Regions from separate parts of the Danio rerio genome. Here region 1 is linked to region 2. The links are chromatin contacts, called in public Micro-C maps. All regions are on one chromosome and are shown on one strand. The core of a region is the stretch at or near the end of the contact, and the rest is flanking DNA. Distances in the headings are between cores, read along the strand shown. Region 1 holds the start of LOC100002706 (E3 ubiquitin-protein ligase Hakai). Region 2 holds the start of zgc:193812.

Region 1 (6,860 bases), core at 1,306-3,805, 270 kb after region 2:
ATAAGATGTTTTATTGGTTGTGAACATTGTTAGAACTTTATTTCTAATTTATAATAGTAATAAATAAATGTATTTTATTTCTAATTTATTTCTTTATTTCTTGCTGAGTGTATTTTTGCCTCTGTCGCCAACCCATGTGTTCAAATGATTCAAAGAGAACTAGTCAGTGACTCACTAATTAAAATGATTTGCTCAGAGTTAGTCTTCATTCAAAAATTCACTTGTTCAAATGATCTGTTCAGAGTTATTCTCCAGTAAATGACTCACTGGTTCACATGATCTGTTCATAGTTAGTCTCCAGTCAACAACTCACAGGTTCAAATGATCTGTTCATAGTTAGTCTCCAGCCAGAGAGAGTGTCTCTTCATCAACTCACTGGGTCTAATATCAGTTAATATTTATTCTGAAATATATTTTATTAGGGTACCTGTACTTTTTCTGAAATGTTAGTCTTGTGTACTTCCTTCACCATTGATTTTAATATTACTGTTGATGTTGCTGTTTATTTTATGTTTGATAAATGCTCTTTTTTAACTTTGTTTTAAAAATTCAGAAGAAACGGGTGAGCACGTCAAAACTGGCAGCTTCAATATGTGGACTGGAAGTATGTTTCATCTTCATGTTACTGATCTAATTTCTTACCTTGTAAATACAGATTTGCATTTACAGGTCACACATACAGTTGAGATCAGAATTATTAGCCACCCCCCTCTGTTTATTTTATCCCCAATTTCTGTTTAACGGAGAGAAGATTTTTTTCAGCGCATTTCTAAACATAATAGTTTTAATAACTCACTTCTAATAAGTGATTTATTTGATCTTTGCCATGATGACAGTAAATAATATATTACTAGATAATTTTCAAGACACTTCTATACAGCTTAAAGTGACACTTAAAGGCTTAACTAGATTAATTAGGTTAACTAGGCAGGTTAGGGTAATTAGGCAAGTCATTGTATAGCGATAGTTTGTTCTTTAGACAATCGATAAAATATAGCTTAAAAGGGGTTAATAATTTTGACCTTAAAAAATGGTGTTTAAACTGCTTTTATTCTAGCTGAAATAAAGCAAATACCACTTTCCAGACTAAAAAATATTATCAGACATACTGTAAAAATTTTCTTGCTCTGTTGAACATCATTTGGGAAATATTTAAAAAAGAAAAACAAATTCAAAGGGGGGCTAATAATTCTGACTTCAACTATGTAATAACTCAATCTTCTGTTGTTTTTCAGAGGTTGAAGAGTTAATAGAGTTTCTGAAGTCAATAGAGGATGGTTCTTTTGTGCTGATTACCACTTTTGATGATCCATACACAAAGTACAGTAGTTTTAGTTTGCATGTACATCCTATACTGATGTTGTCTTATCGTGATAATAAATGTGGTTTCTTTTATTATAGGCTAAATGAGGAAGCAAGGACGCTTCTTGCAGAGCTTGGCAGTGCATTTATATCTAAAATCGGTTTCAGAGATAACTGGATCTTTGTGGGAGGAAAAAACACCTTAGCCCGAGTCTATTTTGAGCAGGTAATGCCATTGCCAAAAGTAACAATTCATGCAATAAAATACTTTTTTATTTTGTGCTTTTGTGCAACTTTTTCTCTCATTTATGTTTTTTTTTTCAGCACATGAAGAATGACCGGGACACCAATAAGTATGATGGATGGCCAGAAATGATAGAGATGGAAGGTTGCATACCAAGATTACGCTGATTTTCCTACTGCACCAAAGAACAGTTGCTTGTCACTTTTAAATCTGCCACTGGAAGCTATTTTGCCATCTTTGGGTATCATTTCCCCCAACCCCAATGATGTAATTAAAAACATGCGTGTGCATTGGTTTGGATACCAATATATGGGAATATGTACTGAGAAACTTGTACTTGAGTGTGAGACGCTTTTGATATAAAAATAAAAAATTCATCATATTTAACGTTTTTTTTTTCCTAAAAATTTAATTATACAGGCATTTTAGTTCTGTGTGTGTGTTTTTGTTAAAAGGTGGTAGTAGCCTACAACAGGGGTTAAAAACCTTTTTGATCCAAAGTATTAAGTGGCCATTATCAGTATTTTCGAATGCAAAGTGGCAAAAATAAAAATATGTGATGTCTTTTGTGACTTTTGTTGGACAGACTGTCTTCTAAAGATTTGTTTTAGTTGATGCACAACAATTATAGATAATGATGATGTATATTATATAATTAAGTTAATTATGCTTTTTTTAATCCCTGGGTGTTTTATTTTAAAAATCATCGCCAGTTTAATGAGTACAGTTGAAACTAATGCTGTTATCTCTATGTGGTTTATGATGCTGTTGTAGTATAGTTTGTATGCCTCATAAAACATTTCAGATGTTTAGCATTTAGTATTTGAACGGGTTAAAATCAAAATGAATTAATTACATTTTGCTAGTTATGATTATGACTTAAATCATGGTAAAGAAATATTATTTTTTATGACCAAACAACTTGCAACGTGCCAAATCGAAAGCATACATCGCACGCTTGCGTAAACTGTGCGCAGCGTTGATCTGCAAACGACACGAAGCCACTCCCATCACTTCAACGCAGTAATGCACCGCGTCAAGTCATGGACCAAAATGGTGAGCTACAAGCTAATATAATGAAGCATTTTACGCCAAATTTACATTTTAAATACACAAAACGTTTCATAGTGAAAGACAACCACCTGCCAGTAAAGCAGCGAGCCCTTGGTGCCATTTATATGTCGCTATGTGTTGGCAGTGAACGCATTTATTGTCAGTATCCCGCTAACTAGAGGCTGACAGGACGTCCAAGTGCCATAAACCCAGAAACATTCAAATTAGTCTTAGATATGTATTAAAACACCTGTATACTCATGAATTAACATGTAGAGTTTCTGTAAGCGTTGTGGTAGAACTAACGCTTGTCTTCATATAGAAGTCACTGGCCTTGGGTTTTTTAGTTTGTTTTGCTTGTTATTGCACTCATGTGTTCGTTAATTGAATTATAATAATGCCTATAGTAGTACTGTTTATCTATTTATCCATTTCAGGAAGTGCTTCTTTTTATTCAGAGGTAATACGGTGATAAACTGTGTTTATGATGTAGCATTAATGCTGTGTGTGCTTGTATAGTGTAGTTTACTTATTTTGGATGTCTTCTGTGTCCTCCTCAGATAATGACCTTCAGGGAACTGATGGTTCTGGATCACTTGGAGGTCTTGATGTTCGCAGACAGATCCCAATCAAGTTACTGTCTAAACAGACAATGAGAGGCAAACCACCTGCCCAACCTCAGCGTCCAGCCACCAGACTGCCCTCAAAGAGAGAGGAAGGTTGGTCTCAGTTTGTGACTAAAGTATAGTACAATTAAATTGGACATAATGCTACACACACATCTGGAATGAATTTCCTAAAAGCATCCAAAGTAGATCACTGAACTATTGACATCAATGCACTCTATGATCACTTGGCTAACGATGCTTTTGGGAAATGCTGCCTGATCTTTAGGACTGACTCAGTCTGCAATTGCTAAATTTATATAGGTTACTTTTCATACATTTAAAGATTTTCTATATTTTCTGGACACATGATTAAAAACAATAGTTGTGACTTTTTTTAATATTAAAAATAATAGTTTTTTTTTTTTTTGCAATTCTTAGTTTAAGAGAACATTTAAATGATTTAACTTCTGCATAATAAATCTGCCTATAGATAACAACATTATCAACAACACCCTGTCCAATGGATCACAAAAAAATGACTTCTAAATAATACTTATAATAATACTTATCTTTTCTGATTTTTTTTTTAATGTGCACCTTTAAACCATTTTTATTGCCTTTTCAGTCCCACAAAATGCTGTTGACTTGCAAATGAATAGCTAAAATTAATTACAGCTTAATTAATGATTAAGTTAAAGTAACAAAATGTATTAAAGTTAAACTTACCATATAACATGGAATTCAGAATCATTTCCATTTGCGAGTTTATATCTCACCATTCTGACATCTTTCTCATAATTGCATCCCTATTTGTCACTGAGTACGTTTACACCAATAATCCGAATGTAATTATTAGAACAATACTCTGATTAAGGGTGCTTTCACACATGTGGATCGATTCTCTTGTTTCGAAACAGGGATTAAAATTGTTACAATGTTGCTCTTTGTTCTTGGTGCAGTTCGCTTTCACACAGAAAAGTTTTTATATCGACCAAAAGAGCTAAAACAAGTCATGTGCGAGTATACTCCACTCACATTGGTCAGTTTTACGGTTTATTTTGCAGAGTCCCGCTCAGCTGTCAAGCATCCTTATTTTAATTCTTTATGATGAGCAATAAGACATTATAAGCGAAACCTGTGCTTTCATTTTGACTTGTGACACCCACAGACATCATCACCAGATATAAATTTAGAGGTAAAACTCTCTCATACATAATAAGTAATTAAGTAATAAGTAAGTAATAGATAGCTAATAGTAAGTAACAATAGCTGCATCCCAAATGGCACACTATACACTATGCACTCATGCACTATGTACTTATGCACTTACACACTCAACAGGATAGTATATGTATGTAGTGGCGTCCCAAATGGCACACTAATGTTTTTTTTACTAAGTGGAAATTCAAACCGTTTCCCTGATGACGTTTGACGGTTGCCAAATCAGCGAAATAAACGACCGAATTATCAAATAATACCTGCCGTGAGTATTGCAGCATTTACCATCGGGAGGCGCTATAATCACTCTCGTAGGAGAATTTTGCTTTCACCATCCAAAATAACGTTATTCAACATGTGCATCCGATAGCTCCGCCCCTTCCGCTGCGTAAGCAAACCTGCGGTCGTTGAGTGCATGAAGTGTCCATCATTCCACACTTCATTTTAGCGGCTGAATGAGTGCATCATCCGGGTAATTAAAGTGCACTAATAATTTTTTGAATTTTCAGTGTGAACACACTACTTACACTATTTATACTACAAAATGGCGTAGAATAGTGCATAAGTATGCGATTTGGGATGCAGCTAATAAGTTGACATAATACAGGAAATAAAGGCAAGCAATCAGTCAAACAGACATGTGTGCTCAAAGCTCCTGCTGACTGCCTGGACTCAGGAATACTGTCAGTGCATGCTAGAGTGCAAGTATGGTCACCTGATGTGCGTTTTCAGTGGTGTAGTGTGGACGGAGAGCTTTTCAGAAAGGCTCAAGGAAACGCCAGTGTGGACATGGATCATTTTCGTTCTAAAATGCCGTTTTAAGAGAAAACGTATTGGTGGAAACAGGGCCTAAGAAATCAGGATTTTGATGTCACAATGTATTATGAAACATTTATATTTGTCTTTGAAATTGTTAAATATTTGATTAGGTTTTCACTGATTTTGCTATGTCTTATTTTCTTGTCTTTTAAAAATGAAATTATTTGTGATCTTTAGAGCCTTTCAGATATAAACAGGAGGAAAGATTTGAGTGTAAATCAGGTGATGCATATGGAAGCCATCGCAGATTCCCTCATCCAATCTTCTGGGATTATAAGGTTACATGTTTGTCTTCAGTTAGTTACAAATCAATAATGTTTTTAACAATAAAGAGCATTTAATAATAATTGAATAGGTGTTTAAATATGTAACATAAGTATGACCTGCTTGTTTCCACAGCTCAACTTGGTTGGAGTAAAAGATGACACTCCAGTCCATTTCTGCGACAAGTGTGGCCTGCCCATAAAGATTTATGGGCGAATGGTAAAAACAACATTCGTGACCCTACAATACTCTTTATATTCCTTGAGATCCTTCGTTGAAAACAAGGCTTTTTGTTTCCACTAGATCCCCTGTAAACATGTTTTCTGCTATGACTGTGCAGTGTATTACGAGAAGAAGTGTGACAAAATGTGCCCTGGGTGAGTTTTCAGTTTGTTTAACTGAATTCTGTTTGTGTTTACAGCATGAAAAAAAGCAGCATGTTCTGTTTCCCTGGTAACGTCTGTTTGTGTTAGAATAAGAGGATATCAGCTGAGTTTGTGGTTCAGAGGCACATACTGTACTTTTCTGAAATATCCAGCATTTATGTTAGCTATTTAATACAAATAATGAACTGATTAGTGTTAGAAACAGCCTTTTTCACACCGCATGTGCAAACAGAGTGGGAGCAGAACATACTTTTTTCAGCATCCATGCTAACAGATTAGAGCAGGGGTCACCAATCCTGGTCCTGGAGGGCTGTGACCCTCTGCAGTGTTTAGCTCCAACTTGCCTGCCTGGGTGTTTCAAGTATACCTAGTAAGACTTTGATTAGCTGGTTCAGGTGTGTTTGATTAGGGTTGGAGCTAAAATCTGCAGGACACCAGCCCTCCAGGAACAAGTTTGATGACCCCTGGATTTGAGTTTTCATACCGCACGCAAAAGCAGAGCTGTGGTCATTTCGGCGCTGGGTCTATTTTGGCTGTGCTACTTACACTCAGTTAAAGTGACAGTGCATTGATAATAACCAAAAACACATAAGACACTAAAAAGTAGCAGTTTTACCCAATAAATGCATCGATAATATCCACAGATTTTTATTTAGGCAATCAAATTAACTTTAAAAATCCAACAAATATTTGTTTGGGTCCAAACAAACAAATTTTTTTGTATCGGTTTTGCATATGTTGACATAACTTTGACTATGTATAAATATCATTAATACAATGTTGTACAAATATTATTACTACTTTACATCATGCTGACAATCAAAAACAAAATTACATATCATCAAAGGCGATGGTCTTCTGAGTTAAAGTCCCTTTTAAGGCAAGTCGCTTCACTCGGGGAGCCATCTTTGAAACATCTCTCGGGCAATATGCTCGGGCATTCTGTCTGATTGGGGAAACATCAAA
Region 2 (6,509 bases), core at 2,548-5,047:
TAAGGATAGTGCCTTTTTTTTTTTTTAAATATACATAATTTGAAAGATTGAGCACATTGGTGGCCATCAGCAGAGCAAAGAAATTAATAGTTGACATTCCGCCACAAGATGGCAACAGAGACCACATAATAAGTCCTTAATGAGAAAAACTGAGCATAAATTTCAAACAATTCAATTCAATTCATCTTTATTTCTATAGAATACCCTGCGTTTGTGATGAATTCTGGACTGCATGCAGCTGAAAGTGTGACACGTGCAGCAAACAGCAAATCAAACGCACACAAGAGTGAATTTATATATGAATTTAAACACATTTATAAAGCAGACATAAACATTGCTGATGCAGCAAAGATTTGAGAAGGCAACTTAAAAAGAAAATATATCAATGTAAATCAATCAACTGATTTGAATAATGCAGGTTCACAGACAGCTCAAAGGATTCATTTTAAAGCTTTATATATTTAAGCAAATTTAGATTTAAATACAAATTTTAATAAATTATTTTTACATTTTAAACCTATTAATAATATTAATTAACAACTCAAAACCATTCGAACATGTAGCATAATGTAGCCTAAAAATGAAATTAAATTATTTAATTCAAATAAATTTTAGAAATAGACAATTGTGACTCAGAATACTTACAGCGTAAAAGGCTTTAATTCTGAGCTATGGGGACTGGGAGTGGTTTTTAGGATCAAATATGCCACTTTACTCAGCTGATTGTTCAGGTTTGGGTTTGCGATGTATAACTCAAAATTAAACCTGCTCCAGAATAGATTAGCCATGTAGCGCAAGTTACTATAGTGAAGAAACCATCACCAAACCAACTCACATTATTGAGCCTGAAAACTTAACCTGGGTAAAAACCAAAACTGTCTTTGTGCGACAGGCCTCTGTTTAGTGTAGCGCATAGGTCTCAAGCTCAGTTCCTGGAAGACCACAGCTCTGCACAGTTTTGCTCCAATGCTAATCAAATACAGGTGATCCAACTAATCTAATGTTTAAGACTAATAGAGACTATTAAGCAGGTGTGGGTTGGAGATGGTTGGAGCTAAACTATGCAAAGCTCTGGCCCTCTAGGAATTGAGTTTGAGACCATTGTTGTAGCTATTCACAATTAATCCACGATAAAACATTATATAAATATAAAATATTATAAACACAAGGTTGGGACTCCCCTACTTCTGTAGGTTGAATTCATAATATTCCTCACATATTTCTTACTTTGGATAAAAAGCTATCTAATTCATTACTCACTTTGGTTGATTTTTCCTAAGCCGTACACCACTTTTGACCATATGAACCCTTTTCACAAGACACATTTAATGGTAATCAGCATCTTAAATCTTTGAACTTTTTAATATTTAGATTTTTTTTAAACATATGAACATTTATACGTATTTATGTATCTATTATATAATCTTTGCATCAAATTACAATAAAAGAATCACCACTGAGGTATTTGAAATGCAGAGTATACACAGGCAACACAGTAAATTTGACATTGTTCTCTCTTCTGTCTTAAACATTTTTTTTTCCTTTTTCTGAAAGTGTTGATAACACCATTGTGAATTTTTTTTTTTTTCAGCAAAATAGGATTGTAAAAAAATATTTGTTGTACTCTCATACTCACTGCACTCTAAGTTTAATTCAATTCAAGAGTTCACACTTCGCTGATAATTGATAATAAAGCGTTTGGCATGCTGTCCCTGAGAGCCCTGAGAGCTCAGAAGATCCTTGAGCCTGGGGCTCCCTTTCATTTCCTAGGCTCAGTTAGGTCTCGAGAGATACCTTGAATTAGTTTGCTCGCCCTATTCCTTAATTATTGTGGGTTTCCACGGTGAAATGAACCACCAACTGTAGCAGCATAAGGCTAGCGGTGAATTCCCAGAACTAAAACACTCATAATTCACTTATACTTCATGTCTTTGGACTGTGGGAGGAAACCGGAGTACAGGGGAAAGCGACGGCAACACAGGGAGAACATACAAACTTCACACAGAAAAGCCAATAGGCTAGCCAGGACTCGAATCAGCAAGCTTTTTGCTGCGAGGCAACAGTGGTAACCACTGAGCTGCAGTGCCATCCTGTCCTGGATTAACTTATAGAAAGGAATAGGGGAGCTGTAGGGGTGGGTGAAAGATTCTTCCAAATCGAAGATGCCTAAGGTAAGAAAATCTGGTTATTTTTGTGCATTTGGATTCGTCTGAATCATATGATAGCTAATGCGGGACAAGCTGTGGTCAATCATAAGCATGTCAATCATTATAAATAAACTTCATTTCATCTTTATTTTTATAGCGCTTTAACAATGTAGATTGTGTCAAAGCAGCTTAAGATAAATGAAGTTCTTGTAAATTAATTCTGTGTCAGTCTAGTTTTCAGAGTTTAAGTTCTGTTTTGTTCAGTTTAGTGTGCTTTAAATTTCACTGCTGAAACTCCAAACACCAAAGAGCAAATCCACTGATGCACAGCTCCACAAGGCCCAAAACCCAGCAAGCCAGTGGTGACAGCAGCGAGGAACAAAACTTTATAAAATGAGTAGACTGAAGGATAAAAACTTGAGAAACCAGGCTCAATCGGGCAAGACCATTTCTTCTCTGGCCAAACTGGCCAAAAGAATCAATGTGTACTGGTATTGTTTAGACCACAAAACACACACACACACACACACACACACACACACACACACACACACACACACAAATAAAAACCTGAACAGCAAAGACATAAAAAATATATGTACATTTTATTTGACAAAAAAAAAAATCTTAATATGGTTGACTTGATGATAATTTTCTTGAATTAAGGATATTCCGGAACTAAACAATCAACCCACTTCAGCATCAAGCACTAGCCTCTGTCCTCAGTTTCTTGAGGATTTCCTCCTGGCTCACATCTGCCGTCACTCTGATCACCTTTTCTCTCGATTTGGACCCCTGTTGTGCAATTGAAACCACATTAATGATTAATAAAAGCATATAATTAAGCTTAGCGGCCAGAAAGCACTTAAATAACGGCGTTTATAGGAGCTGACCTTGTCTAATGATACTTCGCTTTTCTTCAGCTGCAGGACTTTGGATAAAAAGCGCAGGAGTTCAGCGTTTGCCTCTCCATCTGTCGGCGGCGCAGCAATGGCGACCCCCACCGCCTCCTCAGACACATCTGGCAAAACAAGAGGAAAAACTGGGGTTACTGTGAACCAACTCCCAACAGATAACGAGTATGTGTCTTCATCCAAATATCTGACAGACTTAACCGGTGACTGCGTTTTGTTTGGCCCCGGGTTTAGCATGTATTGCTATTGTTATGGTCCCGTCTTTAAGTTTCATAACAGGGCCGGGAGGAATCTCTGGTACTTTTGGACTGCTTTTGCTCTAAGGGGAATAAAGGTTTAAAAGTTGTCACACTGTCAGTTCTCAGTCATAAAATTATCATATATGGAATTGACAAACACATAGACACAAGTAAAATCCTGACTCGTAATTTGGTAGCTTAATATGTCATGCTGCTGTCATTACTAATCTAATCCTACAAGATATTATTATTAATGAAGAAATGTAATGAGCCCTACCGTCTTGTCCTTTTTAGGCATCGTGTTGTATTGTGAGTAAACGGGGTTGCGAAGTGTGGGTTTACTCGTCAAAAGCGTCCGACTGTAATATAGTGAGGGTTTCACGGATGGTAATAGAAATATTCGTACAAATGTAATAATTTGGGAATACATCAGCTAAAACACCGCAGCTTTATTGAGTGAGCAGCGTGGGTCGCGCGCATGACAACAAACATCGAAATGCGTTTAGTGCGTCAAGTGTGCGCGCTAAATGCGCAGGATAGTGAAGGGCAACACATTCAATACACCGCCAAATAATATTTATTTGTCAATATTTATTTGGTATTTTTAATTTTTTTTTTCACCTTTCAAGAAATTATAATAAATTATCAACTAAATGTTTTATTTTATGTTATTTTATTGCGCATGTTATATGTTATGATTTACATGTTTAATTAAATAAAACTAATATTAGTAGTTAATTAATAGATAAAAAGTTATTTACTTAACTATTATTGTTGTTGTATTTATGTTTGCTGCAATACTAATTTCATTGATATAAAAGTCTTATTAAATTGACAACTCGCTATTATTAGTAATAGTGTTTTAATAACAGTGGTTAGTTTTGTAATAATATTAAAACAACAACTGAATAAAATTATGACAAATTAATTATTTATTTTTAATAAATTGCTATTAAATAAGTTATTTTAGTTGAAGTATTAAGTTTAACATTTATTAAAGTTAATGTATTGTTAGCAGTAGTGATTTTAATCTTTTAAATGGTTATTATTAACAATAACTATAAAATAGCTTCTCATGTATTACAAAAATTATATTATTTAAAAAGGTAGAAGTAAAGCTGTTAATATAGTAGATGTTTAATGTTTATTAGTGATATTTATAATTATAATAATAAAACAGGTATACCAAATAATTCAATAATTTTTAAATAACATACAATTATTTTAACTTAGTAAACCTATACTAGCAAAAAAGATAATTTAGTATGGTAACACTGTAATAACTACATAATTAACTCATTATTTGTTAAGCATTAACTCTACGTCAATAGATGTTAGTAAGCAAGTTATACAGCTTCTAATGCTTTATTCTTGACTTTAAAACACATTTATAGTGTCCGTAATAATTGTATATTTATACTTTGCTACTTGTTAATTGTTCATTACTAAATTCAGTATTGCATTATTTACAAACTATTTGTATTTACGAGTAGTTGGGGTTTTTAAGATTATTCAGAATGAGCAAATAAATGATTAATAAAATATTTAAATCAACATTCATATATTTTATTATTCAGGCATATAATAATAGTTATTATGTATGTTAATAAATGCTTTATCAACTCAACTTTATGCAGTTTTATGACCTAATATAAAGTGAGGACTATTTATGCTTCATAAATCCTTTATAAATGACAAAGGCTTGGAATCAACTTAACAATAAATGTTTGCAAACTTATCTAAAAAAACAAAATTACTGTAAACTTTAAACATTGTCAAATAACGAGTGTCAAAATACGACATAATATTGCATAAAACAACAACAATATAATTCATTATAATTAGTCCCTTTATTAATCTGGGGTCGCCACAGCGGAATGAACCGCCAACTTATCCAGCATATTTTTACAGCTGCAACCCATCTCTGGGAAACAACCATACACACTCATTCACACACTCATACACTACGTACAATTTAGCTTACCCAATTCACCTGCACTGCATGTCTTTGGACTTGTGGGGGAAACCAGAGCACCCGGAGGAAACCATGCGAACATTGGGAGAACATGCAAACTCCACACAGAAATGCCAACTGACCCAGCTGAGGCTCGAACCAGCAACCTTCTTACTGTGAGGCGACAGCACTACCTACTGCGCCACCTCGTCACCCAACAATATAATAATTTAACAATATATTACAACATTTAGGTTATTTAGTGATGTTTAAACTGTGCAGTTATTGTATTTTAGATAAAATTGCAATGACGGGCAAAGCAGTGGCGTAGTAGGTAGTGCTGTCGCCTCACATCAAGAAGGTCGCTGAGTCATTGGTTCGAGCCTCGGCTACGTTGGCGTTTCTGTGTGGAGTTTGAATGTTCTCCCTGCGTTGGCATGGGTTTCCGCCACAGTCCAAAGACATGTGGTACAGGTGAATTGGGTAGGCTAAATTGTCCGTAGTGTATGAGTGTGTGTGTGAATGTGTATGTGGATGATTCCCAGAGATGGGTTGCGGCTGGAAGGGCTTCCGCTGCGTAAAAACTTCCTGGATAAGTTGGCGGTTCATTCCGCTGTGGCGACCCCAGATTAATAAAGGGACTAAGCCAACAAGAAAATGAATGAATGAATGAATGAAGATTGCAATGACCTTTCATTTGATACAGTTTCATTTGTGTATATATTCGACTGAATAGAAATGAATAAAGTTATTTATTTTCTTTTTTTCCTGTTTAGAATGAAACTGAGCCTTTAATTGTCATTTATGAGGGATTTATGAAGCATAAATAGTCCTCACTTTAGTTCAAAAAACTGGATGAAGTTGACTTAATAAAGCATTTATCAACATACAAATGAATTGTTATTAAATGTGTGAATAAGATATATGAATGTTAATTTGAATAGTTTATTAATCATTTACTTTCACATTCTGAATGATCTTAAAATGGCACCAACTATTCTTAAAAAACTAGTTTTAAAATAATGCTATACTTAATTATGTAATGAAAGAATAATCAGTAACATAGTATGAAAACTCAATCATTAAGCACATTATACATGTGCTTATAAGTCAAGCCTACAGCATTTGTAACTGTATTATAACTGCTTAGTAACGCTTATTTATGTAGAGTTAATACTTAACAGATGATGAATTAACTATTTGCTAATGCTTAATAGATGATTCATAGTGTCTAGTTTAGAAAAAGTGTTACATT

What was found. Hi-C and Micro-C count contacts between places; a contact is called where the count stands out from the background.
Region 1: a contact with region 2 is called in a Micro-C map of caudal fin, with 9 times the contacts expected there. The contact joins the promoter of LOC100002706 here to the promoter of zgc:193812 in region 2. A contact is called at or near these places in 3 of 18 Hi-C or Micro-C datasets (caudal fin, hematopoietic stem cells and an unstated tissue) and 1 of 4 datasets of contacts at active chromatin or transcription factors (embryo).

The regions. Positions count from the first base shown.
Region 1 is chr25:20,989,691-20,996,550 of GRCz12tu, forward strand. LOC100002706 (E3 ubiquitin-protein ligase Hakai) reads left to right here and starts at 2,556. Exons shown (of 6, transcript XM_073943099.1): 1 at 2,556-2,602; 2 at 3,160-3,318; 3 at 5,422-5,522; 4 at 5,644-5,727; 5 at 5,812-5,885. The coding sequence starts at 2,590. zgc:101783 reads left to right here. Exons shown (of 9, transcript NM_001004622.1): 6 at 554-604; 7 at 1,236-1,320; 8 at 1,402-1,528; 9 at 1,627-1,928. The coding sequence ends at 1,713.
Region 2 is chr25:20,720,436-20,726,944 of GRCz12tu, forward strand. zgc:193812 reads right to left here and starts at 3,798. Exons shown (of 4, transcript NM_001291888.1): 1 at 3,578-3,798; 2 at 3,263-3,380; 3 at 3,041-3,168; 4 at 2,717-2,942. The coding sequence starts at 3,730. The coding sequence ends at 2,850.